5 separate regions of the Mus musculus genome follow, and all the other regions are linked to region 3. The links are chromatin contacts, called in public HiChIP or PLAC-seq and promoter capture Hi-C maps. All regions are on one chromosome and are shown on one strand. Each heading gives the region's core, a stretch centred on a gene start, on an enhancer-like site or on the middle of the called end of the contact. The rest is flanking DNA. Distances are from core to core; before and after follow the strand shown. Region 1 overlaps Ilrun (inflammation and lipid regulator with UBA-like and NBR1-like domains). Region 2 has its middle 21 kb from the start of Hmga1. Region 3 holds the start of Syngap1 (synaptic Ras GTPase activating protein 1 homolog (rat)). Region 4 has its middle 4.2 kb from the start of Pacsin1. Region 5 overlaps Nudt3 (nudix (nucleotide diphosphate linked moiety X)-type motif 3).

Region 1 (5,654 bases), core at 151-2,650, 860 kb before region 3:
GGGGGACTGGTGTCTCATATTGTAGCTCAGTCTAGTAACCTAGAACTTACTGTGTAGCCCAGGCTGGCCCCAAACTCCTGACAGTCCCCCTACCATAGCCTTTTGAGTACTGCGACTACAGACATCAACTCCCATGTCTGACTAGATGTTTCCTTTTGCTTTAGTTGATCTAAATTTCCCTGTACCTGAGAGCAGGCAGGGTCTCATGTGGCCCTGGTTAATAATCTTGAACTCGATATGTAACAGAGGCTGGCCTTTTAAAACTCCTGCTCCTTCTGTCTCTGCTTCTCGTGTATTGAGCTTACAGACATGCAGCACAATGCCCAGCTTGTAGTTTCAGTTCTTATGTTTTCTAATGTGTATGGGTATTTTGCCTGAATCTGTGTAGTAAAACACACACACACACACACACACACACACACACACACACACAGAGACACAGAGTGTGTTAGCTACAAAGTGGGTGCTTGGTATTGAACCAGGATCCTCTGAAGGAGCAGCAAGTGCTCTTCACCACTGAGCCGTGTCTCCAGCCCTGTGTGTGAGTAACAGTGCTTGCTCCCAAGCCTGAGGACTGGAGTTCATTATCCGTAGTCACATGGTGTTGGGGAGAACTAGGTCTAACAAGGTGTCCTCTCATCTTCACGTTGTTCCGGCAGCGGTACATTCATGCGTTCATGTAAACACACACTTAGTTTTTCAAAGTTCATACAGCATTTTCAATTGTAACTTTTTTTGGGTGAGTGGGGTGTACAATCTTGCTATTGTAGCCCAGGCTGGCCTTGAACTTGTGATAGTCCTCTTGCCCCTACCTTCCTGGTACTGAGTTCCAGCACTTGGGACTCAGGCAACTGGGTCTCTGAGTTCAAGGCCAAACTAGTCTATTTATCTGAGCTCCAGGACAGCCAGAGCTACATAATGAGACTCTTGTCTGGAAAAAAAATGTCTGTGGTAGTGACAGAGTATTTCAGTCATCCCATGGTACAGTTCCCAGACAGGAACAGTCCTATGGTATCCCACCCTCCCCACTGCCCATCCATCCTTTGTCAGAAGATTTTTTGAGACAGAGTTTCTCTTTCTAACAATCCTGGCTGTCCTAAAACTTTGTAGATCAGGCTGGCCTCATACTCAGAGATCCACTGATTCTGCCTCTGGAAGGAGGGGAATAAAGGCGTGTGCCATCAAAGCCTACATCTTCAGAATATTTTTGACTGAACTTATATTGAAGACTGTTTCAGCCTAGAAGCTCTGAGGAAGACTGGGGCAGAGGCTTTCTTGCAGGCAGTGTTCTTTCTTCCTGGTGACCAGCAGCAGAATGTGTGTTTGGAGACAGGCGTGTACATGCTGGCACTGAGTGGGAGCTGATTGAGCTAGTCTTGCTCTTGCTGGCCCAGGATCTGCAATAATCTGACTGGAGCCTGAGGAGGCGTGCCCAGCCGTGTCTGATGGCTGCAGGCGGCTCTCTGCCTTGTGTCTAGGAAGTGATTTGCTCGGCCACCTCCCTTTGTTCCAGGTCACTCATTTGAAGTTTCGGCTTTACGAGGCCCTTGGTCTTTTCTGGCTGAGTTCTGCACCAAGCAGGTGTGGGTGAGGAATTGCTTTGGCTGTGGGATGAACTGGGGATGTGGAGGGGCTTGAGGAAGGGAGCGTGGCTCTTGTTAGTGTGCCGTCTCCGGTGCTCAGGGAGGCTGACCTGGCGACACACCCACAGATAACACAGGACACAATTTGCTGGGAGAATTGCCAATTCTCTTGAATGTGCAAGAGTTTGTCCCTACTAGCAGAGGACCCTGCAAGAGACCAAGGCAGAAAGTAGTCTTTATTCTAAAAATGGACACAACTTTTACTAAATGTTTTCAAATGAGCAAATTGAAAGTATTTTCTCTAGCTTGCTCTTTAGTCCTTAAGGGTAGGGCTGATGGCTGACGTGCCTTGGAGTCTGTTTGTGGGCCGCCTTAGGTTTACCAGGCGCTATGTATGTATGGTTTTGATCATTGTTATCTCCAAAGGGAACTGCTGAAAAGACTGAAGTCCAAGCCTTTGTATGCAGCAGGGAGTGAGCAGGTGCAGCTTGGCTACTGGCCCAGCTCTGCTCCATGTAAATTTCATCAAGCACATGGGACAGGCAGGCAGCTGGTGTCGTAATCCAGTCCTCACTGATTAGTGTGACGAACCACCATTACATGATCCTTGCTCTAAGTATAGCCTGCCTTTCTGGCAGCTGCAAACACCTGGAGAAGCAGGCACAGAGGTTCTAGCCAGAAAGTGTCGACTGCTCCTGGTGTACACATTGCAGTCACAGAGGTCCTAGCCAGAAAGTGTCGACTGCTCCTGGTGTACACATTGCTGTGTCTGTGCTTGGCTTCATGGCGCATGGTTGCCTTTGCCGAGAAGCATGCAGATTGAGAGCTGGTGGTGAGCTTACTGATGAAAGACCAGAAGAACATCCCATAATATCATCACCAGAAGAGCCTTTGATCCCCAACATATTTATTTAAACAGCCTCTGTGGCCTATGGTTTCAGGCACTGGAGCTGTGAACCAGCCCTGGCGAGATGCTGTTGTTCGGAGGACTCTGGATTGTGTGCATGGCTCCTTAGGAGCAGCTAATCAAATGGAGAAAGAAGTTACAAATGGCAATTTGCTTTCTTCCTTTGCCTTTTCTGATTTAAGACTGGGTTTCTTGTAGCTCAGGTTGGTCTTGAACTCTTCATCATCTTAACTCCATTCCTAAGGTTTAGAGGCTGGTGTGCCCTCCCCTCAGTCTTTCTCGAGTGTGAATGTATACACATGCTGGTTTGTGTGGAGGCCAGAGATGGGAAGATGGTTGTCCTTCTTCAATGTTTTGTTTTGAGTCAGGGTCTCACTATGTAGCCGTGGATGGCCTGAACCTCAGGCTGTATGAACCATGCTGGTGTTGAACTCACAGAAATTTTCCTGCCTCACTGCCTCTCAAGTGCTGGAATTAAAGACTTGTGTCATCATACCCAGCCCTCCCTAGCTCTTAGAGACAAGGTGTCTCTCTGTGAACTCACCCTGAGATAAACCCTCCTGGCTCTGCCTTCCATGCCTAGCTTCCACATGGGGTCTAGGGATCGGAACTCACAGGCTTGCTTGTGCATCAGGGACTTCACTCGCTCACCACTTCTTCAGCCCCACACATAATTCTTATTCAACATTTTAAAAGATTATTTTATATGCATGAGTGTTTTGCCTATGTGTACATATGTATACCACAAGCATGCCTGGTTCCCTCAGAGCTCAGATCGCTGGAACTAGTGTTACAGGTTAGGAGCTACCATGTGGTTGCTGGGAATTGAATCTCAGCTCTTCACCAGCACCCAGCTCACATATAAAAAAAGTGGTCACTTCTTAAAAAGAATATTTTTGTTTTTTGAGACAGCCACCATATTTAGCTGAGGCTAGCTCCAAACTACTACTCTCACCTCATCCTCCTGAGTGTGTACAGGCTTGACCCACCACACCCAGCAAAGATTCTTAAGATGTCAGTGAGATAGGTCATTTGTCACGTTGCCGAGATCTAGCAGAGGGAAGCAGGTGTGCTGCAGGTGCTATGAGCATTGCTCTGTGTCTGCTGAGGGAAGGCTGGACCCAGAGTGAAGATCTAGACTCTCCATGAAGTGCTACATAAAGGGGCTGACTGTAGATGATACACAGGGTAATGGATGCTGAAACTGCGAAAGATGAAGTTTAGAAGCACTCAGTGGTAATTGGTTAAGTGGTGGTTTACCCTACAGTGACTCACCTGTGACAGACTACTCAGTCTTGACAGAGACTACTCACTCCTCACAGAAATATCTTCAAGACCTATTGTCAAAGTAATAAAGCCAAGAGTAGTGTGTAATCATACCTGCTGTAGGAACTAAGAACACAATACATACATACATACATACATACATACATACATACATAATGCATCCATCCATACATACATACATACATAAGAGCTTTTTAAATGTGGAACTTGGGCTGTCCAGATGGCTCAGTGGGTATGAATGCTTGCCACTAAGCTTTGTGACCTGAGTCTGACCCACCTCCACCTGTGTATGTGACATGCCGCACCCACACTTACACATGCACAGTAAAGAAATGGTTTGAGGGGTTGTCTCATTTTGTTTATGAAGGTAGGTTCTCCTCGATATCCTGGAGTTCTGTATGTAGACAAGGCAGCCCTTGAACTCACAGAGGTCCTCCTGCTTCTGCCTCTGAAGTGCTGAACACTTTAATCCCTTAAAGGAATATGCCACCACACCAGTTTTGTTTTTTTTTTTTTTTTTTTTTTTTTTTTTAAGATAGGGCTTCTCCGTTCCTTTTTTGGTTTTTCGAGACAGGGTTTCTCTGTGTAGCCCTGGCTGTCCTGGAACTCACTTTGTAGACCAGGCTGGCCTGGAACTCAGAAGTCCGCCTGCCTCTGCCTCCCAAGTGCTGGGAATAAAGGCGTGCGCCACCACGCCTGGCTCCAGTTTTTTATTCTTAATTTATAGAGGGCACTTGCAGCTCTTCAGGTGACCAGGTTTGTTTCCTAGCTCCCATGACAGGTGGCTCACAGCTATCCCTGACTCCAACTCCAGGGAGTCCGATACCTCTATGGTTACCTGCAGTGCCCTTTGCATACACATGTGGACACACACACCTGTATACAAAATTAAAATGATAAAAGTAAATGTTCTCAAAACAAAGTTAGAGCATGGCAATCTCCTTGCCTCCTGGGGTTGCAGGCCTGGCTTTGGAGAGACTCTTAGTCTCTTTGGAGTTACACCACGCCTGGCTTTGGAGAGACTCTTAGTTGGCGCTCTTCTGTCCCTGTGTCTGTGCTGCTAGTAGTTTACAGTGGCCTGTCACCCTCTGTACACTGCCTTCAGGAGAAAATGGCACAAGTTTGTTGGTTCTGCTTTTCCAGTAGTTTCTCAGTAGTGACGGTGGCTTTTGAAGGCCTGGTAGTGGGAGCCTCTGCCTCTGTGGCCAACCCTAAGAAAGGATTTCCCTCAGGTTTGAGAGAATATCCTTCAGAGTGGACTGAAATCTCTTGTCTTTATCTATAGGAACTTACAAGCAGCGATTGGCGCCTATTATGACTTCGAGAGCCCAAATATCAGTGTGCCCTCCATGTCCTTTGTTGAAGATGTCACCATAGGAGAAGGGGAGTCAATACCCCCTGATACCCAGTTCATAAAAACTTGGCGGATACAGAATTCTGGTAAGTGTATAACGGGGATTTGTATGTTAATTGTTTGTTTGTTTTAAAGTTAGACTGAGAAGGGCATGCTGGACTTATGGCTGTGATTTTGAGACTAAGTTTTTATTTGTTTTGTTTTTCAAGACAGGGTTTTTCTATGCAGCCCAGGCTATAGACCAGGCTATCCTTGAACTCATAGAGATCCTCCTGCCTCTGCCTTGAGTACTTGAATTAAAGGGGTGCGCCACCACCTGGTGTGACTGAGTCTTTAACACACAGTATGTAATTCTCATTTACTAGGAACTAGGCTGTGGGTGCTGTTTTCTCCCTGGAGCTCTGCTGTAATCTCACCTTTCTGCCGGGTCCAAGGAGAGGTGCCTCCTGGGCCTAGCAGAGGGTAGATGGGCAGAGCAGTGGCCTCTGCTCCTTGGAAACTCATGCCCGCATCCACAGGACTC
Region 2 (6,112 bases), core at 817-3,316, 600 kb before region 3:
AAACCCCAGCTGCCCTCTCCGCCCTTAATCTGCCCAAAGCCCGGGTGCATGGACAAACCTCCCTGACCTGCAACCTCCCCAGCTCGATTGGAAACTCCGAGGGAACCCCACTTCCGGTTTCCGGACCCGCACCCCCAGTGCCTGCCGATGGCTTAGTTTCTGACCGGGTATGGACACCATCCCGACTCCTAGCCGACAGCATTCCCCGCCTGAGCTCTACAAAACCCCTTACTTTAGCTGGACTTGTGACTTTGCTGACCGCCACCTGAGAGGCCAGTGAACCCCTGAAAGCTGCCTCCTGATAATCTTACCTCTATCTACTTTTAATCCAGGCTAATCTGGCCTGTATCTGCATCGAGGAGGGAGAGAGAGTGCCCACCAACCATGCCCGCCATTTTATGTTCTATGGAGTGTTGGCAGTCTTGAATTTCTCACAAGCAATCTTAAAGGTCTCTTCCATGTCTGGTTTGTGAGGTGCTGGGATCTAACCCAGGCTTGCTGAGAGCTAGGCAGACACTGCACCAGCCCAGCCATATCCCTAGTCTCACCATACTCGTTTTGTATTTATTTTGATTTGGGGGTCTCACTCTAACTTCTTGGTTTGTTTGAGACAGGGTTTCTGTGTATCCCTGGCTGTCCTGGAACTCACTCTGTAGACCAGGCTGGCCTCGAACTCAGAAATCTGCCTGCCTCTGCCTCCAGAGTGCTGGGATTAAAGGCCTGTGCCACCACCGCCCTGCATCACTCTAACTTTTTTTATATGTAGCTCCCAATATAGCTCAGGCTGGCCCTGAACTCACAATCATCCTCCTGCTTCACCCTCCTGAGTACTGAGACTGCCCGCTAAACTACCAATCCCTCCTGGACACTTTACTACAGATTTTTATTTGGAAACATTTCTCTTTCATGTGAAGCAGAAGTGCTTTGGGGAAAGCCCTAAACATACATTTATGCTTGGTGGGAAGTCAGAAAGTTCTTTCCCGGAGATGACAGCTGTCTTCCCCACTCACCGTGGCGCCTTGGTTGAAAAAATTGAAAACAAATCAAAGCGCTGATTGCCAACCCTTGCAGGACGGTACTGGTCAGTAGGGTCCCAGCAAGTGTGTGTGTGTGTGTGTGTGTGTGTGTGTGTGTGTGTGTGTGTGAGATTCTGAGCCCACAGCCCCTGCTCCCTGCCGGGTCCCCACATCATCTCAGGTAGCAGCAGCCACACTTCTCCTGACCAGCTTCCTAGGAGAGTGGGGTGTTTATTAAAGGGCACATCATAAAACTGTGTTAATTTGAAACGGACATGTGCACTATTGAAAGCTGACATCAGGACCAGTTCCTGAGGTCCCAAGTCCTGGGAGAGTGTTAGGGAAGGAGGTGGTGTGGGCTAATGAGGAGCAGGCTGCCTTTGTCCATTTGGTTTTAGGGACGGGGCTCTGTGTGCAGGGCTGGCCCCAACTCTTCCAGGACACTGTGATTGTATAATTGTGTGATTGTGTGCACAGCTGCTTCAGGCGCTGTTGCTGATTAAAAAAAAAATTGCCAGGCAGTGGTGGCGCACGCCTTTAATCCCAGCACTTGGGAGGCAGAGGCAGGCAGATTTCTGAGTTTGAGGCCAGCCTGGTCTACAGAGTGAGTTCCAGGACAGCCAAGGCTACACAGAGAAATCCTGCCTAAAAATAAATAAATAAATAAATAAATAAATAAATAAATAAATAAATAAATAAATAAACAAACAAAACACCCCCAAAACCCCAAACAAACAAAAACAAAATTGCTGTGTTTGTGTGTGTAACTGCACAAATCTATGTGTGGCACAGAAGTCGTCGTCAGATCCTGGGGTGATGTGAACCCCTGAACTAGAGCTACCTGGTGTGGATGCGGGGAACTGAGCCCAGGTCCTCTGCAGGAGCAATAAGGACTCTTAAATGTCTGATGAAGAGTGTGGGTGGGTGTGGGGACACTGAGTCCACGACTGACCTTTCCTGTGACCCTTCCCTGGGAAGCCCTCACCTCAGCCGTGTGGTCAGTGTGCTTTTGTCCTGACCATTGACCTCTCAGCGAGCAGCTGTCCCAGCTGCGCCCAGCTCTTGGCATGGCAGCGTGTTGTCCCAGAGCACTTGAGTGTGTTTTCTGACTGAACACAGGTAAAGGGGCAGGCACGGGCGTGTAGAGTCCACACAGGCAGTGGTGACCGTGGCAGTCTTGACTGTTAAGAAACACACCACCACATTCAAGTCGTAGCCTCTTCCGGCAGCCTCCATGGTTCCTTTCAGTAAAACCACGTCTCTGTGAAGGAATGCAACCCCTGTCCTGCCCAAGTTAATCCTGGAGTGGGAAGCAACCGCCCACACCTCATTCTCAGCCAGAGCCGAGGGCCTGGCACAGAACAAGCGACAGCAGACTCCCTGTAGTGACGCCAAGCTTGGGTCCCTAGCACCACCTAAGGCAGAGCTTCCCAGGCTGCTATGGTTTCCTTTCTCTTTTGAAACAGCATCCAGGTAGCCCTGGCTGGACTCCAACTCCCAGAGATCCCCCTGCCTCTGCGTTCCGAGTGCTGCAATTAGGGGCATGAACCACCATATTTCTTCTTTTCTTCTTCTTCTTCTTCTTCTTCTTCTTCTTCTTCTTCTTCTTCTTCTTCTTCTTCTTCTTCTTCTTCTTCTTCTTCCTTTTCTTCTTCTTCTTCTTCTTCTTCTTCTTCTTCTTCTTCTTCTTCTTCTTCTTCTTCTTCTTCTTCTTCTTCTTCTTCTTCTTCTTCGTCTTCTTCGTCTTCTTCTTCTTCGTCTTCTTCTTCTTCTTCTTCTTCTTCCTTTTCTTCTTCTTCTTCTTCCTTTTCTTCTTCTTCTTCTTCTTCTTCTTCTTCTTCTTCTTCTTCTTCTTCTTCTTCTTCTTCTTCTTCCTTTTCTTCTTCTTCTTCTTCTTCTTCTTCTTCTTCTTCTTCTTCTTCTTCCTTTTCTTCTTCTTCTTCTTCCTTTTCTTCTTCTTCTTCTTCTTCTTCTTCTTCTTCTTCTTCTTCTTCTTCTTCTTCTTCTTCTTCTTCTTCTTCTTCTTCTTCTTCTTCTTCCTCTTCTTCTTCTTCTTCTCCTTCCTCCTCCTCCTCCTTCTTCTTTTTTAAAGATTTATTTATTTATTAGCTGCACACTGCAGCACACTGCAGCTGTCTTCAGACCCACCAGAAGAGGGCATCAGATCCCATTACAGATGGTTGTGAGCCACCATGGGGTTGCTGGGATTTGAACTCAGGACCTTTGGTTTTTTTGTTGTTTTTTGTTTTGTTTGGGGGGGGGTTCAAGAAAGGGTTTCTCTATGTAGCCCTGGCTGTCCTGGAACTCACTTTGTAGACCAGGCTGTCCTGGAACTCAGAAATCCGCCTGCCTCTGTTCCTGAGTGCTGGGATTAAAGGTGTGCGCCACCACTGCCCGGCAGGACCTTTGGAAGAAGAGAACCTGAACGTCCAGTTCCCTGAGCTCTGACCCGTCTTCTGACCAGACACCAGGTATGACATGGTACACAGACATACATGTAGGTAAACATCTATACACATAAAGCATTGAAAAATGCTTTTAAAGTTATATTTACTTGTGTGTGTGTGTTTGACATGACACACCGGTGCTGGTCGGAGAGCAAGTTGCAGGAGTCAGTTCTCTTCATCCATCATGTGGGGTCGTCGGGCTTGGCAGCCAGCGCCTTTATGTGCTTCTCTGTGGAGGAGGAAAGCTGAGTGGTTTGTCCCAGGCCACACAGCTAGTACTTCTAGAGTCTGCTATGGCCTACAGTTGTGACGATCTCATGCCTTTGTCCTTTGGGTACCTAACTCCAATTTTCTTCCCAGGAAGATGTGTAGAGTGGTAGGGAGACCCGAGGGTCAAAGGTGAACTTGAGGCGGCTGTGAAGGCACCAATGGACTTGGGTTTCTTCTACAGACAGGCAGCAGGTACCGCCCCATAACAAGTATCCATTAGGTGTTATCCCCAGAAAGACCTGCCAGGCATGTCCCAGCCTGTCCCTTACAGTCTGGGGGACCTGGGTCTCAGCGGGGCAGGCACCGCGTGGTTCAGCTTCCCCCACAGCCTCTTTGCGGTGCCCTCCTGAGTCTGTTAGAATCAGCCTGGGATGCTGCTGGCTTTGGTCCCAGCAAGGAGCGCTGTTGCCACCTCGTGGTCATAGCTGGCATTGCAGTGCCTGTTCTGAACAAGCGATCCCACGCCTGTTCTTGGGATGGACTGGGGTCACAAGGTGGGGAGGAAGAACAGAGGTGCTGAGGTCTGGTCTGTTGCTATGTATTGCAATGCTAAATTCTGTACCCGAAGGTCTAGGATCAAGTGGATTGTCACATTTACCAGCTTTTGTTGTACAACCGGTGTTTTTAATTTAAAACTATTGGTTAAGCTGGGCGTGGTGGCGCATGCCTTTAATCTCAGCACTCTGGAGGCAGAGGCAGGCGGATTTCTGAGTTCGAGGCCAGCCTGGTCTACAGAGTGAGTTCCAGACAGCCAGGGCTATACAGAGAAACCCTGTCTTTTTGTTTTGTTTTGTTTTTGTTTTTAAAGATGTATTTATTAGTATAAGTTCACTGTAGCTGTCTTCAAACACACCAGAAGAGGGTATCAGATCTCATTATGGGTGGTTGTGAGCCACCATGTGGTTGCTGGGATTTGAACTCAGTACCTTTGGAAGAGCAGTCGGTGCTCTTACCCACTGAACCATCTCACCAGCCGGAGAAACCCTGTCTTGAACCCCCCCCCCCCCAAAACAAAAACAAACCCAAAAAACAAAAACCAAAGCCAAACCAAACCAAAACAAAACAAAAACCTATTGGTTAAATAAAAACTGGCTACAGCCAGTTTCTGGAGGGGTTAGAGTTAGATGGGTTTTGAGTTACCTGGTTAAAGAGGAGGAGGAGAAGAGGGAGAACGAGGAGGAGAGGGGAGAAGGCACCATGAGAGATGTACAACACTGTAGAAATAGCTAGGCCAGCAGTTAGAACAGTAGATTAGGGGTTATCCACCCCCAGTCATTGTCAAAGCCAAATAAAATAACCATAGTCTGAGTCTCATTTATTTGTAATCTAGTTGGGGATAAATTGGTTGTAAGACACAGGCATAGGGGAGGTAGGTGGGGTAGGCAGCGAGGCCCCTTGTGGGTTCACAGGCCACTCAAGCATCCACAGGTGGCTCTCTACCACCCATTACAGCTTGCAGGGAGAAGGGACTCCTGTGGACAGGCTGATGAGCAAGGCGGAGGCAGCGCCTTCCAGAAGGTCTCTGGCCTGCGGAGTCTGCCTGCAGCCAGCAACTCTTGAGTTCAGTGTGTTGAGAAGTGCCAAGGGGGCAGGCTCCTCAGCAGCCCCTGCCATCAGGCGAGGGAGGTGAGAGGCCGCCCCCACACAAGGGAACCAGAGCAGGAGTCAGACCTTCTTTGTGTTTTCTTTCTTTTTAAAATTAGTTTGTAACTATGGGTGGTTTGCCTGCATGTATGTATGCCTGTGTGCCTGCAGAGGGCAGCAGAGGCCATCAAATTCTCTGGAACTGGAGTTACAGATGGTTGTGAGCCACCATATGGACACTGGGAACCAAACCAGGGTCCTCTGTAAGAGCAGCTGGTGCTTTGTTTTGTTTTGTTTTGTTTTTCAAGACAGGGTTTCTCTGTGTAGCCCTGGCTGTCCTGGAACTCACTTTGTGGACCAGGCTGGCCTCGAACTCAGAAATCTGCCTGCCTCTGCCTCCTGAGTGCTGGGATTAAAGGCGTGCGCCACCACGCCCGGCCAGCTGGTGCTTTTAACTGCTGAGTCTCCATCCCTGACTTTTGTACCTGGTCATGTTATGATGAAGTGATGGTATATAAACATATTTTAGTGTGAGTATGTGTGTGTGTGTTTGTGTTTTGGCTCTCACACATAGAGTTTGTACAAACACATACATAATTTGATTTTTGCACTAGAGTCTCCAGACTGGTATTTCTCCTTATTTCTCCTGCTGTATTTCATGAGTTCTTGGATTAGGATACAGTCATGCACCACCATACTCAGCTTATCTCACACTCACACCATATATATATATATATTTTTAAATTTTTTTAAATTTTATTTTTTAAAAATTTTTCCCGAGACAGGGTCTCACTG
Region 3 (5,802 bases), core at 614-3,113:
AGGGGAAAAATCTGTTAATACATATAACCAAAACACAACAGAGGAGCTGCTCTAGGCTGCAGCTGGGCAAGCAGGATAGACCTCAAGGGACACTGTTCTACTGGGAACAGGAAAGGGACACAGGGAATCTTAGCTTAGGTACAACACACACACACACACACACACACACACACACACACACACAGAGAGATTCTATAGTTAAGAATACTAATGACCCTAGGAAGCAATGGAACATGGCAGAGGACAGGGAAATGGGAAATTTTTACTGGAATGAGAAGTTCCACAAGGGTCCAAGATGGGGGAATTCCTTAGAGCCCTGTTCCAACGATCAAAACCTGTGTTTTGGTAACCCCCCCCCCCAATCTCTATCACCCCAGGAAGCAGAGGGGACAAGAAGAGAGGAATCACCAGGTTGGGGAATAAGAGGAAATAAGCACAGACCATGTGACAAGATGGGAAGTGGGATAGGAAACAGAGGGTGAGCTGAGGGACAAGTAACAGCGTGAACCTAAGAGAAAAGGAAGATGGTAAAGATGGTGGTTGCTTGCCTAGGGCAAGGGAATGGACCAGAAGGTTTCAGCCAACATGGGGCAGAGGGAGTGAGAGAGACCTGTCAGGGGATCTGAGACACGGGGCCCAGGAGCAGCAGTGGTGTATTAAGGTAGTTATTAGAAGAGAGGGAGGGAAAGAGAAGAGATATGAGATAGGGACCAATACAGGGGAAGAACAGAAGGGGGACTCATATAAGAAACGGACACCATATGGGGGGAAAGATATAAGTGATGGACAGCAGAGGCAGGGAGGGGGACTGGAAAGAAGAGGTGGGGTGGGGGAAGGGGTCAAAGCGATTAAGAAAGCAAATGAGACTCAGGGATTGCATCTCACTTCTCCAGAGTCCTAATGAGGGCCAGTTACCCTCAGGATTTTTATCTGGCCCTTGTCCCCACCCCTCAATCTTACTTGCATCCCCCCCCCCAAACCAAAAAAAAAAAAACCACTTGATCCTCCCCCTTCTCTGGTGTCCCCTCCCCCAATCCTTTTTCTCTCTCCTCTCTTCCCTCCATCTGGACCCCCCACACCCCCCCACTGCCACCTTCTTTCTCCATCTGGCCCCTTCCCTCCCTCCATCCTCCTCTCTTTTCCTAAGTCCTACCACCCTGAGCCCCTCACCAAATTCCCTTCCCACCTTCTTGGTCTCTCATGCCGCCTGTGTTTTCATTTCCCCCCTACCCTCTCCCAAGACCATGCCTCTACTTCCTTGGTAATTTCTTCCTCACTCTGCTCCCAAATCCAAACCATTTCTGCAGCCTTTCCCCAAACTCAGTCCTCCCTTCTCATCCCTTTCTGACGCGCTTTCCCCTCCATCATCTTCCCCTCAGCCCCCTTGAAAAGGCCCGTGTCCCAGCCCCTCTATCCTACCCCTATGCCTCTAATCCCTCCTTTCCCACTGTTCCCACCTCTGCCTTCCCGACCCTCCCCTCTCCCTCCATTTCAGCCGCTCCTTCCCCTCGGTGGCCCCGGCCCTCCCCCGCCCGCTGCCCCTCCCCCTCTTGCCCCCCCATTTGGCCCTCCCCTCCCCTTACCACCACCGTACCTCTGAAGGGGGCATAGGACATCGCGGGGATGCTCCCCCGATGGATGGAGGCTCGAGACCTGCTCATCAGGCCTGAGGGGGAGGGGGCGGGGGGACGGGGGGAGAAAAAGAAGAGAGAAAGAGGGGGAGAGAAAGGGGGAGAAGGAGGAGGTGGAGGAGGAGGAGGAGGAGGAGAGAGGAGGAGAGAGGAGCGGAGAGGAGCAGAGAGGAGGAGAGAGGAGGAGGAGGAGGAGAATAAGAGCCAACGGCAGCAGCGGCAGCAGAGAGAGGGGGGGCGGGGGAAGCGAGCTAGAGAAGAGAGAGCAGGAGGAGGAGGGAGAGACTGCAGCCCCCACCCCTACCCAGGGAGACCCGGAAAAGGAGAGAACGAGGGACCCCTGACTCATACACACCAGGGAAGTCCCGTAGAAGCTGACCCAAGACCCTCAGACAGACCCCAGACCCAGAGAAAGATACTCACCACCTCACCCCCCCCCCACCTCCATACTCAACAAATTGGGTCTCACAGATCCAAATCTAGAAGGAAAGAGACCTCTGAGCTCAGACCCCACCCCCTAAATTAAAGAAAGGAGTCAGGGACCAGAATATGAGACTCTAGTGTCAGCAAGGTTCTCCAGACCCATGTTAATCTTATTCGAACCCTGGACTTGTAGTTTGGGAGACCCAAAACAGAGACCTAGACCCAAAGAAAAAGATGAAGCCAATATTAGAAAGTGCCCCAGGCCAGAATTAAATTTTAGAATCTAGCTAGAGGTAAGAAACCCCACATTCGTATCTCAAAGAAACTGCAAACTTGGGGATGAAGGAGGAGACATTCGGCTGACCCAAAGATGAAGATGACCACATAGAGATCTAAAATACATTACATCTGAAAGATGTGAGTTAGTGACCGATTGCGAGGTTCAATTTCCTGAAACAACTCCCCAGGTAACCCAGACCCTAGGAAGGGCCCAAATATTGGACCCCCACCCCCACAGGACCCAAATATTGGACCCCCAACCCCTCACCTACACACACAAGGATCTCTGAGAACCCCCCCCCCAACTCAAGAAAATGCAGAAGCCTAACAGGAGCCACCCATGCCAAGGACCCCAGACCTTGGAGGGAGGGCTAATATTTGGGCGGCAGGGCCCTTTTTCCTGCTGTCTCCACCCTCTTCTCTGTCCTCTCACTGGTCCCCTCTCCATTTTTGGGTCACTGGATGTGTTTAGGCTCCAGGGAGGTTATGTAGGGCAGGTCCTGGTTCCTTGGGGGAATGGATGAAGGTAAGGAGACCCAAGACCGAGAGGTGGGCCAGTCCTGGGGAGAAGAGTCAGCAAGGGGGAAAGAACAGGGTCACACTCTGAACTCTAACTTGCAACTCTCATTTCTCCTCTCCACTCATTTGTCAGCCTCTGTCCGAAGCTTTGGGCTCTGGGTATCTTCCATCACCCACTAGCCCATTTACAGGTGTCACCCAGTGCTTTGAAAAGGTGTCTTTCCTCTCCCAGCCACGGCAGTGCCAGGTCTGAGCCTGCCTGATCACTGCCCCCTACCCAGGGACAGCTGGCTTCTCAGCTCGGTGCTAACGCAAGGGCGGTGGCGGGGGGTGGGGGGAACTGTCCCCACCCAAGGCTGCCTGTCAGCGCGGGGAGGGAGGGGGGCTGTTACTAGGCACACTCCGGAGCTCAGGACAACTCCCCGGCCCCAGCCTGACGCAGCGACAGCGCGGGTCGCCAGGTCTCACGTCACGTGGACCGCGAGGCCGGCCAGCAATTGGCCTCCGCTCGCTGCTCCTGAGGCGGCGCCGCCTGAAAGGACAGGCCTCATCACGTGACGGCGGGTCGCCGCAGCGGCGTTCCCCTGCCAGCAACCGGTTGAGGATTCACGGAAATGGGCGGGCCGCTGGGGCGCACGACCTCAGATAAAGCTGCCGATTGGTCGGAGGGCTCGACGCCACGCCCACTTAAGAGGGCGGGGCTACCGGGCCACTTGAGGGCCGGGATTGGCCAGGTCTGGAGACTCCGGGAAGGCAGGGCTGCTCCTGTCACGTGGTGCACACTGTTTTCGCGTCACGTGGCTACTGCAGGTAAGAGGCGGCCGCTCCGCCGGGGCTCGGGGTCCTTCGTCCGTGCAATGAGCGGCCATTGATTTCTTCTTTTCTCTACCAGCGCGGGCTGCATGAACTGGGGGCGGGCGCCCGGCGTCTTGCTCGGCGGAGGGGTGAGTCTGGCCCCGCCTTTTCCGGTCTCGAAGTCTCACCCAGCTTCTGCAGCGGAACAGAGGAGCTGTCCCAAGTTTCTTTTAAGTTTCAGGGACATTTTTTTTTTTCTTCCTGGTGCAGAAAAGGCAGCGCAGAGGCTTGGTGTCTGCCCCAGAAGGCAGCCCAGGTGCAATTTCCTGGGGCAGTTGTGGGGACACTGAATCCGCCCTCCCCCCTGCTCCAGGCCACTCTGCTCCTGTCGTTTCTTTGGATGCCAGCGCTACTGCCGGTGGCTTCCCGCCTTCTGTTGCTACCCCGAGCTCTGCTGTCAATGGCTTCTGGAAGCCCTCCGTCCCAGCCCCCTCCGGCCTCGGGCTCCGGCTACGTTCCAGGATCAGTCTCTGCAGCCTTTGTCACTTGTCCCAACGAAAAAGTCGCCAAGGAGATCGCCAGGTGGGGACCTCGGCCAGATGACCTAGAGAGAGCGTTGGGGTTAGGGGAAGGGTGCTGTTTCCGGGTCGTGCACACTCTGATCTCGCTTCACCCTCAGGGCAGTGGTAGAGAAGCGTCTGGCAGCCTGCGTCAACCTCATCCCGCAGATCACATCCATGTGAGTTGTCAGTTAGAAACGGAAATCTACCCGGAGGGGCTGAGAGCTTTTTCTGGGAGAAATCTTCCTTTCCCAAGACTTTGTTCCCTTCTTTCTCTGACCTCTTCAGCTATGAATGGAAAGGAAAGATCGAGGAAGATAGTGAGGTGCTGATGGTGAGAAAATTCCCCCCCTGCCTGGCTCCTTTGACAACTCTGGCCCTCTCCTGACACCAGTTCTCTACCCCGTTGGTTGAACTATGTCTGTCTTTGCCCTTTAGATGATTAAAACCCAAAGCTCCCTGGTCCCTGCTCTGACAGAGTTTGTTCGGTAAGAACTTTGAGATTTTCTTTTGGTGGTGGTGGTGGGGCTGGGGGATGAACCAGGCAGGGCCTTGAGTATTTCAGGCAAACACTCTGCCACTGAGTGAGAAGAAACCCCGCTCCCCGCCTCCCCTCCCCCAAGCGCTGAGGTGGACACTGTGTGGTGGAACTTACTGGGGAGTCCAGGGCTGGTGTCTTAGGGGGTGTATCTTTGGGTGTCCAAATAACCTCGCCCTATCACTTCGCAGATCTGTGCACCCTTATGAAGTGGCCGAAGTGATTGCACTGCCTGTGGAGCAGGGAAATCCCCCGTACCTGCACTGGGTGCACCAGGTCACAGAATCGGTTTCAAATTCTGGCACAGCCCTACCATGAGGAGCCCTGTTCCTGTTTTAATGCCCCCTGGCTTCCATGTGATGACCGAACCCCCAATAAATCCTCTCCTGCTCCTGATGCCTTTTCTCTGTGACATGGATGTGGTCGGGAAGATCGAGAGCGCCTCTTGTCAATCTTTCAAAATGACTCATGCCTACTAGGTTTATTTATCTTTATTACAGTCATACAGTCTGGAATCCTGGACCACCCAAACCCCCCCCCCCAATCTCTAATCCCAGGGGTTAAATAGTCTTAAAAAATTATCTCAAAAGCTGTAACAAAATAACATCAAAGGAAATGAGGGGGGGCATTAGGAGTCATGAAGGGGCAGAGAAGAGGACCTCTTCACTCCCCTGGATTCCAGCCTGGGCAGGAGGGAGAACCACTCCCCATCTCTCCAGGTACATCCCAGCTGTAGGTGAGGTCAGAGGTCAGGGCATGAAAGTGCCAGTGTGTGAATGGGGAGGGGAGCAGAAGCAGGCTGTCAGAAGATGCCCCCCCCTCCCCACTCAACTAGGTACTGCACAGAGCCGTCAGGCCGCACTCTTCGAGCAAGGACCCTCACAGGGTCCCCTCGGGACAGGTAGCTAACCCCACCTCGGACTCCTCCCCCAGTCCCCGGAGACAGACTACGGCACAAGGGAGAAGGGGGTGAATGTCTGGAAAAGCCTGGGGTCAGGGCTGGGACCGAGGAAGATGAGGCCGTCACTGAGTGGGGTGAACTTTTAGGGGTGTCTGT
Region 4 (6,116 bases), core at 2,739-5,238, 710 kb before region 3:
GGACAGGCTGAGAATCCCGAAGCTGTCCCAGGACACCGGGTTCCTCAGGAGTCCCAGTGTGGCACTGAATGCATGGAGGATTCCTGAAGAGGCCCCGGAGTCATCAGAGGCCTTCAGGGGACTTTGGAAGGTTGAAACGTGGGGTTCTGGTTGCAGCGGCCGCAGCAGCAGCAGAGCAGATGCATTCACCAGCATGAAGCCAAGGTGGGCAAGGCAAGGGTACGGTGCCCCACCCCCCAACTTCTTACGTCACGCCACCCCAAGGAGGCACGTCTCACCACGGGAGAGTCTCTTTTCCCCTCAGTCAGTTCCTCCCTGAAACGCCCTCCACTCCCTCCACGCTTACCCGGAGTCTCTTACTTCTTTCCGGATCCAATCAAGTCCAGATTAACCACCACAGTGGCTGGTGTTCCACGGAAGGTTGAGAGCTCTGGGCAGAGCTGTCCGGAAAGGTTTTCTCCTGGTGCTGAAGGAGAGCTGAAATCCAGGTTAGACAGGTGGCTGATACAGTAGCCTGGGGCTGATGAGGCCCACCCTCCAGGCCTGCCTGAGCACCCTGATTCCTATTTCCCCGCACCCCAACCTGGAGTTTACCATCAGCCCCAGGCAAGGCTGTGAGGCTCACGAGGGTGGGACAGCTGTCTGGGGAACACCCTGACTCAGTCGCCTTATCTTGATAACCGTGTGACAAGCTGTTGGTGGAGTGGCTGGGGTGTAGGGGAGCCACGGACACACACGGGGCTCTGTTCATGGTTTCAATGATGGCTGGAACCAAACAAGGGAGGTGGAGTATCCACCTGCTGCTCGGAATTTATAACCACAACGGTCTGAGTAGCCAGTGCTCTCTCCCAGGGCTGTGCAAATGCACCCCTTATGGCAGAAGTGTTTTCACATCAAGAGGCTGATTCCCCACAGAGGTTCTCACAGAGGTGTGAAGAGGGAAAGGCTAGAAAAGCCTGCCCCTCCCCTTGTCATTGTCATGCTAGACAGTAAAGTATTTTCATGGAGACAAATTGGAGCCCTGGGGGGCTGGGTGTGTGTGTGTGTGTGTGTGTGTGTGTGTGTGTGTGTGTGTGTGTGAGGGCTGAGAAGGCAGAGAGGCATCGATGATGATGGTGGTGGTGATGATGGTGAAGATGATGATACTTTTAAGAAAAAAGCCAGTGGAGTCCACAGCCCCAAACTTCCCAGACAGGATATATCCCTAGACGGTCAGACATTTGGAGGGTTGAATAGAAGGCTATGATAGAGTGGGGAAGAGAAGCCGGAGGCTGGGAGAAAGCACAACCTTCACAGAGCTGTAGGTCCGTCAGGAGACTGGGAGGGCATAAGAACATGGCTCAGTTAGCTGAGTGCTTGCTGAGCACACCCAAAGCCCTAGGCCCCCAGCACATAGCTGGTGACATAGCTGGTGACAGTGGTTCAGGCCTGTAGTAACCCCAGTGGTCCAGAAGGAGTCTGTGGTCATCTTGGGCCTCTTGAAAAATCCAACAGGAGGTCGGTAGGGTGGTATATAGCTTTCATTCCAGCACTCGGGAGGCAGAGGCAGGCAGATTTCTGAGTTTGAGCCCAGCCTGGTCTACAGAGTGAGTTCCAGGACAGCCAGGGATACACAGAGAAACCCTGTCTCGAAAACAAAACAAAACAAAACAAACAAACTAACTAACTAACTAACAAAGAGAGGCTTAGTGGTTAAGATAACTTACTGCTCTCCTAGACGCCCTAATTTTGGTTGCCAGCACCCACATGGGGCAGCTCACACCTGTCTGTAACTTCAACTCAAGAGCATCCTCACGCCCTCTGCAGGACTCATTAGACACCTGCACCCGTGTGCGTGTGCGCAGAGTCCTGAGCAGACACACATGCCTTAAAAAACAAAGCAGTCTCTTTTAAAGACCAAACAAACAAAAGTAGAGAGGAGAGAGGGTAAAGACAGAAGGCAGCCAGGGGCTCTCTGTGCAGAGCTGAGGTGTGGCTGGGGTTGAATTCAGAACACATGCGCACACACACACACACACACACACACACACTGTGTAACCTAAAATAAAATGTTTCGGGAACTGACGCGGGATGTCCACACTTCCCAATTTAGACCAGCTTCCTTGTAGACTTTCTAATTGCAGACCTTCTGCTTGCCTGTCCAAGGTGAACCTAACCCACCTTCCTGCTTTGCGCCCCGCCCCGACCCCTTCCTGTTCCGCGTACCTCCCCCACCCTCCCTCCCGTTTTGCGCCTCTGCTTCAATACAGATGCCCTCCGTTTCCGGCACAGCAACTCTTCCTTTTCTGAGCATTTCCCACGTCTCTCGTGTCCTGGCCTCACGTTCTCTCAGCCCCGTGGAGATCTGACCCCTGTATGTTTCCATGGGGCTGTCCTTCCCACCCAGAGCCCTGAACCTCCCTTGGTCCATCCTCCCTCAGACTCTGGGCCACGCAGAAGGAAGACAGCGCTGGTCCTGAGGGGTTTGCAGATGCCAGCGAAACACAAAAGACGTAGGGACAGAAAGGCAGGCCAGCACTGAAAGGCGCGGAAATAAATAAATCAATGAATGAATAATGGATTGGTAATTGATACTGCGTGTTAGGCCTGGAAGAGGGGGCCGGGCAGAAGGGAGACTCCAGTTGCCCTGTCTTCCTATAGAAAAAAAAAGGGGGGGGGGAAGGAGAGCCGTTTTGAGTTCTCTTTCTCTCCCTCAGACAGTCATGTGTATCTTCCTATGGTGGTCTTGAGCCGTTGCAGGTGAGGTCCAACTTCTGACCCTTACCCTCGCTCCACAGTGCTGGGATTGCAAGCATGCACCACCATGCCCAGTTTGCGGTTTTGTTGTTGTTGGTTTTTGTTTTTTGGGTTGTTTGTTTGTTTGTTGTTTTTATTTTTTCAGACAGGGTTTCTCTGTGTAGCCCTGGCTGTCCTGGAACTCACTCTGTAGACCAGGCTGGCCTCGAACTCAGAAATCCGCCTGCCTCTGCCTTCCAAGTGCTGGCATTAAAGTCATGTGCCACCATATTGGCTAACAATTATCTATTATTATTATTATTGTGTGTGTGCCCTGCATCCATATGTGTGTTTGAGCACAAGTGCCACGGTGTGTGGATGGAGGTCAGAAGATAACTTTTGGGAGCCAGTGTTCTTCCTCCAGGAGCCGGGATTGAACTCAGGCCACCAGGCATCTGCAGCAAGCACCTTTACTTGCCGAGCCTTCTGCGCATGCTCAACAGGCACTGTCCACACCTCCAGGCCAACCACCCCTGTTCTTTCCACAGCTTGAAAAGGAAGGCCAGGGATCTATCCCACTGTGGGTAGATGGGATTCTGAAGCCCAGAGAGTGAAAGAGGCTCGTTCCAAGTCACACAGCACTTCAGTGACAGAGCTGGGGCTATAAACAGATCTCTGAGCTCTGATCTGGTCCTTGCCACCTTGAGTCCTGTTTGGAGGCTGGGCAAGATGGATCCGGGAGTCTGGCTGGGTCTAGGCTGCCTAGGACAGGGTTTTATTTTCTACGCTCCCTTTCAGCAACCTGACGTGGGAATGGGCAGTGCTGAGGGACGGCCTTCCGGCTCTCTCTCCTCATGGCGCCGTCAGCTCGCTTCAAGCTCTCGGACAGTGAGTCACCTGCCTGGTGGACAGGGACGATTGCCAGCCGCACCTTGGACCCTGAGACCAGATGTCAGGAGCCTTGCAATGGTTTCTCTGCCACTGACTTATGGCTGGAAACCACACCTCCTGCATGAAACCCTTAACCTTTAGGGGTACCCAGATTTAGGACCCCGGAGACAGCTTACCCAGGACACACAAACAAACAGAGCCGTCCCTGTACCGGGTTCTTTCTGAATTTGAGGCATAGGAACCATGGGGACGCTGTAATTACTGACCATCATGGTACAGGCTGGGATATGGAGGCCAGAGAGGTTAGGTAGCCTGTGTGATGTCACACAGCTGGAAAGCCTTGGAGCTGTGAATCCAATCCAGGCAGGACTGAGGCAGAAAGAAAAAGCAGACTGGACTAGGTGCTTACTTCAAGCCAGAGGGCTCGACGTCGCTGCGGTCCTGTGGCTATGGCCTGGACGCCCTCGCCACCTAGTGGTACAGTACCTTAACTACAAGCGGAATTCCTGTTTGGTTTGGGTTTAGATTTACGTTTTTTTTTTAGTCAAGGTCTTCGGTAGTAGCCTAGACTGCCTGGACGCACTATGCAGCTGAGGATAGCGTTAAACCTCTCATCCTCCTGCCTCCACTGCCCCAGTGACAGCGCTCTACTCCACTGGAGCTGTTACAGTTGTGAGCCACCACTTGGTGCTGGGAACTGTGTCCCGGTCCTCTGCAAGAGCAGTGTGTGCTCTTAACCAGCTCTTCAGCCCCTATTGTTTTTTTTTAATTTTTTTTTTTATTATCAGTGTGTGTTGGGGGCGGGGTCAGAGGACAATATCATAGAGTTGGTTCTCTATCTAACTTTATGGGGTCTCCTGGATTCAAACTCAGGTCCCTCAGGCTTGTACCTCTGATTTTATTCTTTCCTTAAGTTATTTATTTATTTGTGTCAGGGAGGGGATAGTGGGTATATAGAGGTCAGAGGCCAACTTTTTTTTTTTTTTGGTTTTTCAAGACAGGGTTTCTCTGTGTAGCCCTGGCTGTCCTGGAACTTACTCTGTAGACCAGGCTGGCCTCGAACTCAGAAATTCACCTGCCTCTGCCTCCCAAGTGCTGGGATTAAAGGCATGCGCCACCACTGCTGGGCTCAGAGGCCAACTTTTGAGAATTGGGTCTCACCATCCACCATAGGGGTCCAGGGGATCAAACTCAGGTCGTTAAGCTTGGCTGCAAGCACCCTTAGCTGCTTAGCTGCTCCACTCTCAATCTCATGTGCTCTTAACCTTAACACTTGGAGTTGACATGATGATGCACACCTGAAATCTTAGAGCTCAAGACACTGGGACAGGAGGATCAAGGGTTTCAAGTAAGTTTGGGCTATAGAGCAACACCTTGCCTCAAAGAATCAGACAAAACAAAATAGTCGTAGTTCAGAAAGGATGTTGTTTCTGCCGCATTCCAAGGCTTTGGTGCACGGCTAACCTCTTACTACAGTTTGTTAACCTTTCCTCACTGTGACAAACACCCGAGAGAACCCATTTCAAAGGAGAAGGGGTTTCTTTTGGCTCGTGGTTTCAACCCAGGGTCGGCTGGATCTATTGCCTTGGGCCTGAAGCCACACAAAGTGTATTGGCAGTGAGAACACATTTGTTGTACCAGCTCCGGGTGGATACAAATCTATGTACTGTTGAGCCTTTTAAAAACAAAAATAACAGGGGGGGGGGGCTGGAGAGATGGCGCAGTGGGTAAGAGCACTGACTATTCTTCCAAAGGTCCTGAGTTCAAATCCCAGCAACCATTTGGTGGCTCACAACCATCCGTAATAAGATCTGATGGCCTCTTCTGGGATTCTCTATGTAGCCCTGGCTGTTCTGGAACTCACTATATAGACCAGGCTGGCCTTGAACTCACAGAGCTCTGCCTACCTCAGCCTCCCTAGTGCTGGGATCAAAGACATGCACCACCATTCCTGATGCGGGTGTCTCTGTCTAATGTCCCTCATTCTGTTGTCATGCCTCTTGGGCGGCACGCCCATGTCCAGCCTGGGTCCTCAGGTTTTAGTTAAGGGACCTGGAAGTAGACCCACCAGGGCTTTGCCCTACTCACTCCTCGTCCAACTTTGCTGCTTTAACACGGGCTTTTGTGTAGCACAAGAGATCTTTGAACATGCCCTGGTGCTGAGGACCCTCTGACCCTCCTGCTTCTCCTCAGCAGCACACAGATTACACCTGTGCACACCTCAGCCCCATCTCTACTGAGTTGGGATCAAGCCCAGGGCTCCTGCATGCTAGCATGTGCCTTACCAACCTGGCCACAGAGCCCTGCCCACCGTGTTACCCCAGCCACAGAGCTGTGTCTCCAGTCTCTCCCAGGTGCTGTTTTCTTTCAATATTATACTTGAGACGGGGTCTTGCCAAGTGTGGTGGCACATGCCTGTAATCTCAGCACTCAGGAAGCAGAGGCAGGCGGATCTCTGCGAGTTCAAGACCACCTGGTCTACAGAGTAAGTTCCAGGACAACCAGGGCTA
Region 5 (6,011 bases), core at 2,491-4,990, 660 kb before region 3:
GCAGGAACTTAATCCTTCAGCTTCGGTCACAGCTACAGTCTTCTGTCTGCAGGGCAGTAGTGGCGTGCACACTCCTTTGATGCCAGCACTCAGGAGGCAGGCAGGCCTCGGGTTCAGCCTCATCTGTAAAGCAAAGCCTACCCAGAGCAACCTTGTCTTGAAGAACAGAAGCAAAACAAAATGAACATCTACAATAACTTGAAATATGTTTGTCATCCTACTTCAGTTTTTTTTTTTTTTAATTGAACCAGGCATGGTGGTGCACATCTTAAATCCCAGTGCTTGGGAGGCAGTCAGGTGGAGCTTTGTGAGTTTGGGTCTAGCTTGTCTGTGTCTCAGGTTATAGGCCAGCAGGGGGTACATTTCCAGAAACATTACTATCATCGTCGTCGTCGTCGTCGTCGTCTGTGCACGTGCACGTCCATATGTGCTGTGTGCCTCAGTGCTCACTTTCTCGTTCTTTCTCATGCTGCTGTACAGTGGAGCTCTGCTGTGGTCAGTTTTACTGTCTCTGTCGTTCGTCTAGGAAAGCTGGGATTACAGATAGGCACCGCTGTGCCCTGCTGTTGATGTGGGTCCCCAGGGTCTGACTCAGATCGGCAAGCTTGCTCAGCAAGTGCTGGCCTATCTCTCTCTGCCAGTTAGGCCGTCACACCAGCCCTCTCTTCCTTAATTCTTGATGTCCAGTTGAAGTAGGTTACAGGGTATGTCCAGAGTCCTGGGCTCTGAGAGTGTGCGGGAGCAGCAGCCACTTCTGAAGGCTGTTGGCTGGGTTAATTTTCACCTGGACGTGTAAAAGTTGTAAGCATGCCGCTACTAAAAATACGTGCCGCTCAGACCTCTCCTGTATATGTACTGAATGCATCTATTTTGGGGCCCTGTCGCACTGCCAAGATGCCCTAATCTCCCACAGCAGCTGAGCATGCTCCTTACCCTTAAGTGACAAGCCTGCTTCCTTCTCCATCGTAGCTGGCACACAGGGTCGTTGTGTCTCAGTACTGCAGGCACATGCGTAAATGTGCCCTGATTTCCTTCCCTTTAGGGGTCTCTTGCACAGCTGCCATCCTTGGGTGGAAGTGTTTAAATGCCAGTAGATGATGAGAGTCACTAAGCAGGGTTAACTTGGGAAACGACCCAGGTAACAGTAGCCATGGCTGGCTTCAAACTCAGAGGTCTCCTGGTCTCTGCCTCCCCATTGCTGGGACTAAAGGCGTGCGCTACCACACCCTGCTAATGGTGTGTATTGTTGTTGTAGTAGTGGTGGTGTGGCCCTGGAGGAGTCCTTAGTGAAGTCTGGAGAGTGTAGCCTTTCAGTTCACAGGCCTGACTGAAATAATCCTGGGAGGGAAAGTTGACTTTGTTGATGTAGATTATGGGCTGTCACAGCAGGTGGGGCAGGGGCTGTCTGGTGAGGACTGTTGCCCCTCACACACCAATGACCCAGGAAGCAGAGAATACAGGAAATAGAGACAGACAGGTTAGAGCATGAAAGGCCTGTCCTTATGAGTTAATGCTGAAGGCAAGGCCCTCCCAGTGTTTGATACTGTAATGCAAAGCCAGGGACCAAGCAAGAGCCTGTAGTCTCAGACTATTCTGCCCATGTCCCCCAAAGGGTCACCATAGCCATCTTTATAATGCAAATGAATTCAGTTCCTCCTGACTAGTCTCAAGTCTTAACCATTGCAAACACAGTTCTAAAGTTCACCCTTAGGAGGAAGATGCCGCTCAGTAGTAGAGCCTGTGCCCATGAAGGCTCGGTCCCCGAGGGCCAAAAACAAAGAAGCAAAACAGTGCGGGGCGAGGATATAAACAGAGTGTTACAGACTTCCAGTGTCTGGTGACAGTGCACATTGCCAGTGTGAGCCAGCAGCAGGATTGTCATGGAGACTGGACCCAGGAGAGCCATCCAAATTCTGTAGTTAGTTCTGGGTCTGGTGTCTGGGGGCGCGTGGTGGCTTTGGCCTTTGCAGCCTGTATAGCCTGGACCAACGTCCCTCGGTGCTGTAGCTTCCATCCCTCAGCAGAAGGCCTACATTCATTGCATCCACAGCAGCCTCACTCAGCCTCCGTGGGACCCTGGAGGAGATGTAACTCCGCAGTGCATTGCTTGGCCTCGCTCTTATCTTTTGGACCATAGTTTGAACCTTTATCGTCCTTCAGTCTTTTTTTTTTTAAAGATTTATTTATTATTATACGTAGGTACACTGTAGCTGTCTTCAGATACCATAAGAGGGTGATTGTGAGCCACCATGTGGTTGCTGGGATTTGAACTCAGGACCTTCAGAAGAGCAGTTGGTGCTCTTACCCGCTGAGCCATCTTGCCAGCCCCCGTCCTTCAGTCTTTAGTCCTGTGCACCTGTGGACCAGCACCATGTGGACCGTGTTGAGTCCCATCAGCTGGAGTTGCCGCTGGGCCTCCTTTGCTAGAATGACATTTTCCTAGGCAGCCCCTTTCTGTCAGTGTGCCCCTTTGGCTTTCTGATTGAGACAGGGTCTTGCCGGAGGCTGGTCTGGAACTTGCTCTACAGTTGATGTTGCTTTCAAATTTAAGATTGGCGCGCGCGCTTCAGCTTACTGAGTACTAGAGTTACAGGCATTCTCCACCATCTTTGAAAATGGTTTGTATTTAATACCCTTCATAGGGAGGTCCCACCTTTTAAACATTTCCTGTTGTCCCAGGCAAAGCGTGGGGAGGCTTGCTTCATCTAGAGCTGTAACTGTGTGCTCCCAAACTCTATTTCAGCTTCCTGATCCTCTGTTACCCTTCAGATTATAAGGCTATAAACCCCAACCATGGCCGAAGTTATAGATCTATAGCCTGAGGGTCTTGTCTGGACTCTCCTCTGCTAAATACAGTAGTCTTTTGGTTTGCTTGTTGGTTTGTTGGTTTGTTTGTTTTGGCTGTGGTAGGGTGGGGTTGAAGCCAGACCTCACGAAGCTTTCTTGTGTCGCAGAGGGTAACCATGAGCCTCCACCTCCCCACCTTCCCACCTCCCCGGTGCAGACAGGATGAGCTTGCTTGCTTTATCTATCTCAGATTTTATGAGGCTCTGGGAACCAGATTAGCATTGCACACATGGTGGGCAAACCCTGCCAACTGAGCTGTATCAGCAGCCTTATCACTTTTAAAATTCGGCCTCATTTTAAGGTTTTGAACAAAACTTAGATTATTTGTCACAAAGCAACATGAGAGTGCCTGGCCGAGTCCACACCTTGGCCTGAGGGGCAGTGTTCACTGTCCACCCTGCCGTCTGACAGGCTGGTTTTCTTAACCCTCTCAAGAATAACCAGCAGGCAAGGCTGCCAGCAGCCAGGATATCCAGCCCGCACTTCTAACATCTTCCTCATCTTCACACAAACTAGTGTGGTCAGGTTTAGTGGTTGCGTCCAGCTGTCTCCTTCATATTACTGCGACCCTGTGCTTGACAGGGAATCCTCACAGGTGGGAATAGTCCATGTAGGGACAGATGGCTGGAGCACACGGTGGCAGATGCTCTCCACAGTACTCAGGATTAAAGCTGAGCACACAGGTCAGATTGGGGTGGCAGAGCCTTCATGGGCATGTCCCTCAAGAATTCTGCCAGCCAGAACTTACCAGAAGGCTCTGCCATTGTGGAGGTAGTACCACAAGCAGGGGCCAGGTGCCGTGCAAACATGGCATGGGGACATTCCAGAGCAAGCCACATACAGTGGCCGAGCAAGGCTGCCACCATAGGCCTGTGTTGTCAAATGTTGCTTGCTGGGAGTTAGGGGGTGTGGCCTTGTTGGAAGAGTTGCCTCACTGGGGGTGAGCTTTGAAGTTTAAAAAGCCCACACTGTTCTTAGGTAGTATAAGTGCACTCGCTGTCTGTCTGCCCCTCTGTGTGTATCTGTCTGTCTGTCTGTCTCTGGTTTTGTCTGTCTCTGTCTCTCTCTCTGGAATTGTGAGCCTCAAATTGAGTGTTCTCTTGTATAAGTGACCTTAGTCATGGTATGTCTTTATAGCAATAGAAAAGCAACTAAGCCATGGTATTGCACAGTAAGCTCTCCATTGCCCGTGAGAATTAGCTGGGTGGGTATGGAGTCTGCTGTATTCACATCTGGGAAATGGCTTCTGTAAAAGGAAAGCTGGAAGTGCCCAAGGTCTCTGTCCAGAAGCCTGGGGCCGTGACTCAATGATAGGTTGCTCAGCCAGGACACAGCACACAGAGGAGCTTGGTTTTGGACTCCAGCACCAAAAACCAAATAGAAAAGAAATGAACAAGAAGGCCAGTGAAGTAAATTATGATATGACCATATTAGTAAAGTCCTCAGAGGGGCTGGAAAGAAGGTCAGCGGTTAAGAGCACTGGCTGTTGTTCCAGAGGTCCTGGGTTCAGTTCCCAGCCCCTACGTGGTGGCTCCTAAGTGCTTCTTATTCTTATTTCCGTTTCAGGGCATCTGATGCCTCCCCTTTTAAAATTCTAATTTTTATTCTATGCGAGTACATGTTTTGCCTGCCTGTATGTGCATGCAGTGCCCACAGAAAACTAGAATAGAGTTTTGCATCTCCTGGAACTGGAGTTACAGACTTCTGTAAGCTGCCCTGTGGATGCTAGGAATTGAACCCAGGTTCTGCAGGAGGTGGGCTGGAAGAGCAGGCCCCTTAATTGCTGAGCCATCTCTCCAGCCAAAATGATTCCTTTTTCTGGACTGTGCAGGCACAGGTACCAATGTGATGCACACATACATGCAGGCAAAGCACTTCACCAGTGGTGATCAGGGCAAGTCTAGGAAGCAAAGCAGTCCTTGGTGAAGCTGACACCAGCAGAGATGGCTTGGGTAGGCCTGTATTAGTTACTCTGCTCTGCTTCCTTTAGTATAGAGGGAGGGTATGATTTCAGTACATTTCAGTATCCTGTAGTATAGAGGGAGGGTATGATTTCAGTACATTTCAGTATCCTGTAGTATAGAGGGAGGGTATGATTTCAGTACATTTCAGTATCCTTTAGTATAGAGGGAGGGTATGATTTCAGTACATTTCCATATCCTTTAGTATAGAGGGAGGGTATGATTTCAGTACATTTCCGTATCCTTTAGTATAGAGGGAGGGTATGATTTCAGTACATTTCAGTATCCTTTAGTATAGAGGGAGGGTATGATTTCAGTATATTTCAGTATCCTGTAGTATAGAGGGAGGGTATGATTTCAGTATCCTGTAGTATAGAGGGAGGGTATGATTTCAGTACATTTCAGTATCCTTTAGTATAGAGGGAGGGTATGATTTCAGTATATTTCCGTATCCTTTAGTATAGAGGGAGGGTATGATTTCAGTACATTTCCGTATCCTTTAGTATAGAGGGAGGGTATGATTTCAGTACATTTCCGTACCCTTTAGTATAGAGGGAGGGTATGATTTCAGTACATTTCCGTACCCTTTAGTATAGAGGGAGGGTATGATTTCAGTACATTTCCGTACCCTTTAGTATAGAGGGAGGGTCAGTGCAGAAGCTCCTCACAGGTGCATGGTTCACATCAGCACCAGCTGCTGGGGACTGTTTTGGGGTTGAGAACCTTCCAGACATGAGCCTCTGTTTTCTGACTCAGAGATATTAATGTGGTGCCTTTTACTTGTATGGGCGTGGGACCACACAGCTTCCTTGCCATGATGAACAATCCTTTCAATCTATAAACCAAGAAGAACAAAAGCCCCACTTTTCTGACATTGCTTCTTGTTGGATATTTGGCGGTGGTGACCAGGCGAGTCACCCACATACAGCAGCTGACACTAGCATAGGTCCTATAGTGCTCCAGTGTGATATATCATTGCCATGTTGCTCGAAGTGGAATTTACATTCCCAAGGTAGTACTTCCTAAGTACCTGAGGTTAGTATGGGCTCTGCATAGGAACTTGTGGAACTTTCTGGACTTTGTGTCTCCTTGTAGTCTGGACAGGACAGATTTTCTGGGTCAGCAGCAGGAGACTGTTATGACAGGGACGGGGGATTTAAGGATGACGGTGAGATTTCCAGGAAGCCCCAGGGGTGGAAGGGA

What was found. Promoter capture Hi-C pulls out the DNA fragments that hold promoters and counts their contacts. HiChIP or PLAC-seq counts read pairs in DNA pulled down with a chosen protein or histone mark.
Region 1: an H3K4me3 HiChIP or PLAC-seq map of embryonic forebrain shows a contact between it and region 3, with 4 times the contacts expected there. The contact joins the enhancer-like site here to the promoter of Syngap1 in region 3. A contact is called at or near these places in 2 of 39 promoter capture datasets (cranial neural crest and liver) and 3 of 115 datasets of contacts at active chromatin or transcription factors (embryonic forebrain, embryonic hindbrain and pancreatic cancer cells).
Region 2: a contact with region 3 is called in a promoter capture Hi-C map of liver, with 2.7 times the contacts expected there. The contact joins the enhancer-like site here to the promoter of Syngap1 in region 3. A contact is called at or near these places in 6 of 39 promoter capture datasets (the C10 cell line, cranial neural crest, hippocampal neurons and 2 more), 2 of 15 datasets of contacts at CTCF or cohesin (embryonic stem cells and pro-B cells), 4 of 484 Hi-C or Micro-C datasets (the N1E-115 cell line, cerebral cortex, myocytes and 1 more) and 10 of 115 datasets of contacts at active chromatin or transcription factors (astrocytes, bone marrow-derived macrophages, cardiomyocytes and 7 more).
Region 4: a contact with region 3 is called in a promoter capture Hi-C map of liver, with 2.9 times the contacts expected there. The contact joins the enhancer-like site here to the promoter of Syngap1 in region 3. A contact is called at or near these places in 9 of 39 promoter capture datasets (the 3T3-L1 cell line, the SN4741 cell line, cranial neural crest and 4 more) and 5 of 115 datasets of contacts at active chromatin or transcription factors (astrocytes, bone marrow-derived macrophages, epiblast stem cells and 2 more).
Region 5: a promoter capture Hi-C map of 3T3-L1-derived adipocytes shows a contact between it and region 3, with 2.8 times the contacts expected there. The contact joins the enhancer-like site here to the promoter of Syngap1 in region 3. A contact is called at or near these places in 8 of 39 promoter capture datasets (3T3-L1-derived adipocytes, the C10 cell line, the SN4741 cell line and 4 more), 2 of 484 Hi-C or Micro-C datasets (both in cortical neurons) and 1 of 115 datasets of contacts at active chromatin or transcription factors (astrocytes).

What each region holds. Positions count from the first base shown.
Region 1 is chr17:27,793,472-27,799,125 of GRCm38.p6, reverse strand. It overlaps Ilrun (inflammation and lipid regulator with UBA-like and NBR1-like domains), which reads left to right. Exons shown (of 5, transcript NM_001033279.3): 2 at 5,063-5,217. Among named protein-coding and RNA genes, the nearest start is that of Ilrun, 24 kb to the left of the region's middle. Within about 2 kb of position 1,400, at least 164 of the 459 cell types and tissues checked have an H3K27ac peak or open chromatin away from gene starts, as enhancers often do. A contact at or near this core is called in embryonic forebrain, liver and pancreatic cancer cells, where this site is marked.
Region 2 is chr17:27,532,930-27,539,041 of GRCm38.p6, reverse strand. No RefSeq gene overlaps it. Among named protein-coding and RNA genes, the nearest start is that of Hmga1, 21 kb to the left of the region's middle. Within about 2 kb of position 2,066, at least 7 of the 459 cell types and tissues checked have an H3K27ac peak or open chromatin away from gene starts, as enhancers often do. A contact at or near this core is called in liver, where this site is marked.
Region 3 is chr17:26,937,311-26,943,112 of GRCm38.p6, reverse strand. It overlaps Syngap1 (synaptic Ras GTPase activating protein 1 homolog (rat)), which reads right to left and starts at 1,863. Exons shown (of 19, transcript NM_001281491.2): 1 at 1,595-1,863. The coding sequence starts at 1,661. It overlaps Phf1 (PHD finger protein 1), which reads right to left. Exons shown (of 15, transcript NM_009343.3): 15 at 5,205-5,802. The coding sequence ends at 5,548. Cuta (cutA divalent cation tolerance homolog) reads left to right here and starts at 3,575. Exons shown (of 7, transcript NM_026307.3): 1 at 3,575-3,662; 2 at 3,745-3,796; 3 at 4,021-4,229; 4 at 4,327-4,386; 5 at 4,496-4,541; 6 at 4,646-4,695; 7 at 4,937-5,141. The coding sequence starts at 3,755. The coding sequence ends at 5,063.
Region 4 is chr17:27,648,288-27,654,403 of GRCm38.p6, reverse strand. No RefSeq gene overlaps it. Among named protein-coding and RNA genes, the nearest start is that of Pacsin1, 4.2 kb to the left of the region's middle. Within about 2 kb of position 3,988, at least 36 of the 459 cell types and tissues checked have an H3K27ac peak or open chromatin away from gene starts, as enhancers often do. A contact at or near this core is called in bone marrow-derived macrophages, liver and pancreatic cancer cells, where this site is marked.
Region 5 is chr17:27,598,615-27,604,625 of GRCm38.p6, reverse strand. All of the region lies in intron 1 of Nudt3 (nudix (nucleotide diphosphate linked moiety X)-type motif 3), which reads left to right. Among named protein-coding and RNA genes, the nearest start is that of Nudt3, 22 kb to the left of the region's middle. Within about 2 kb of position 3,740, at least 12 of the 459 cell types and tissues checked have an H3K27ac peak or open chromatin away from gene starts, as enhancers often do. A contact at or near this core is called in 3T3-L1-derived adipocytes, where this site is marked.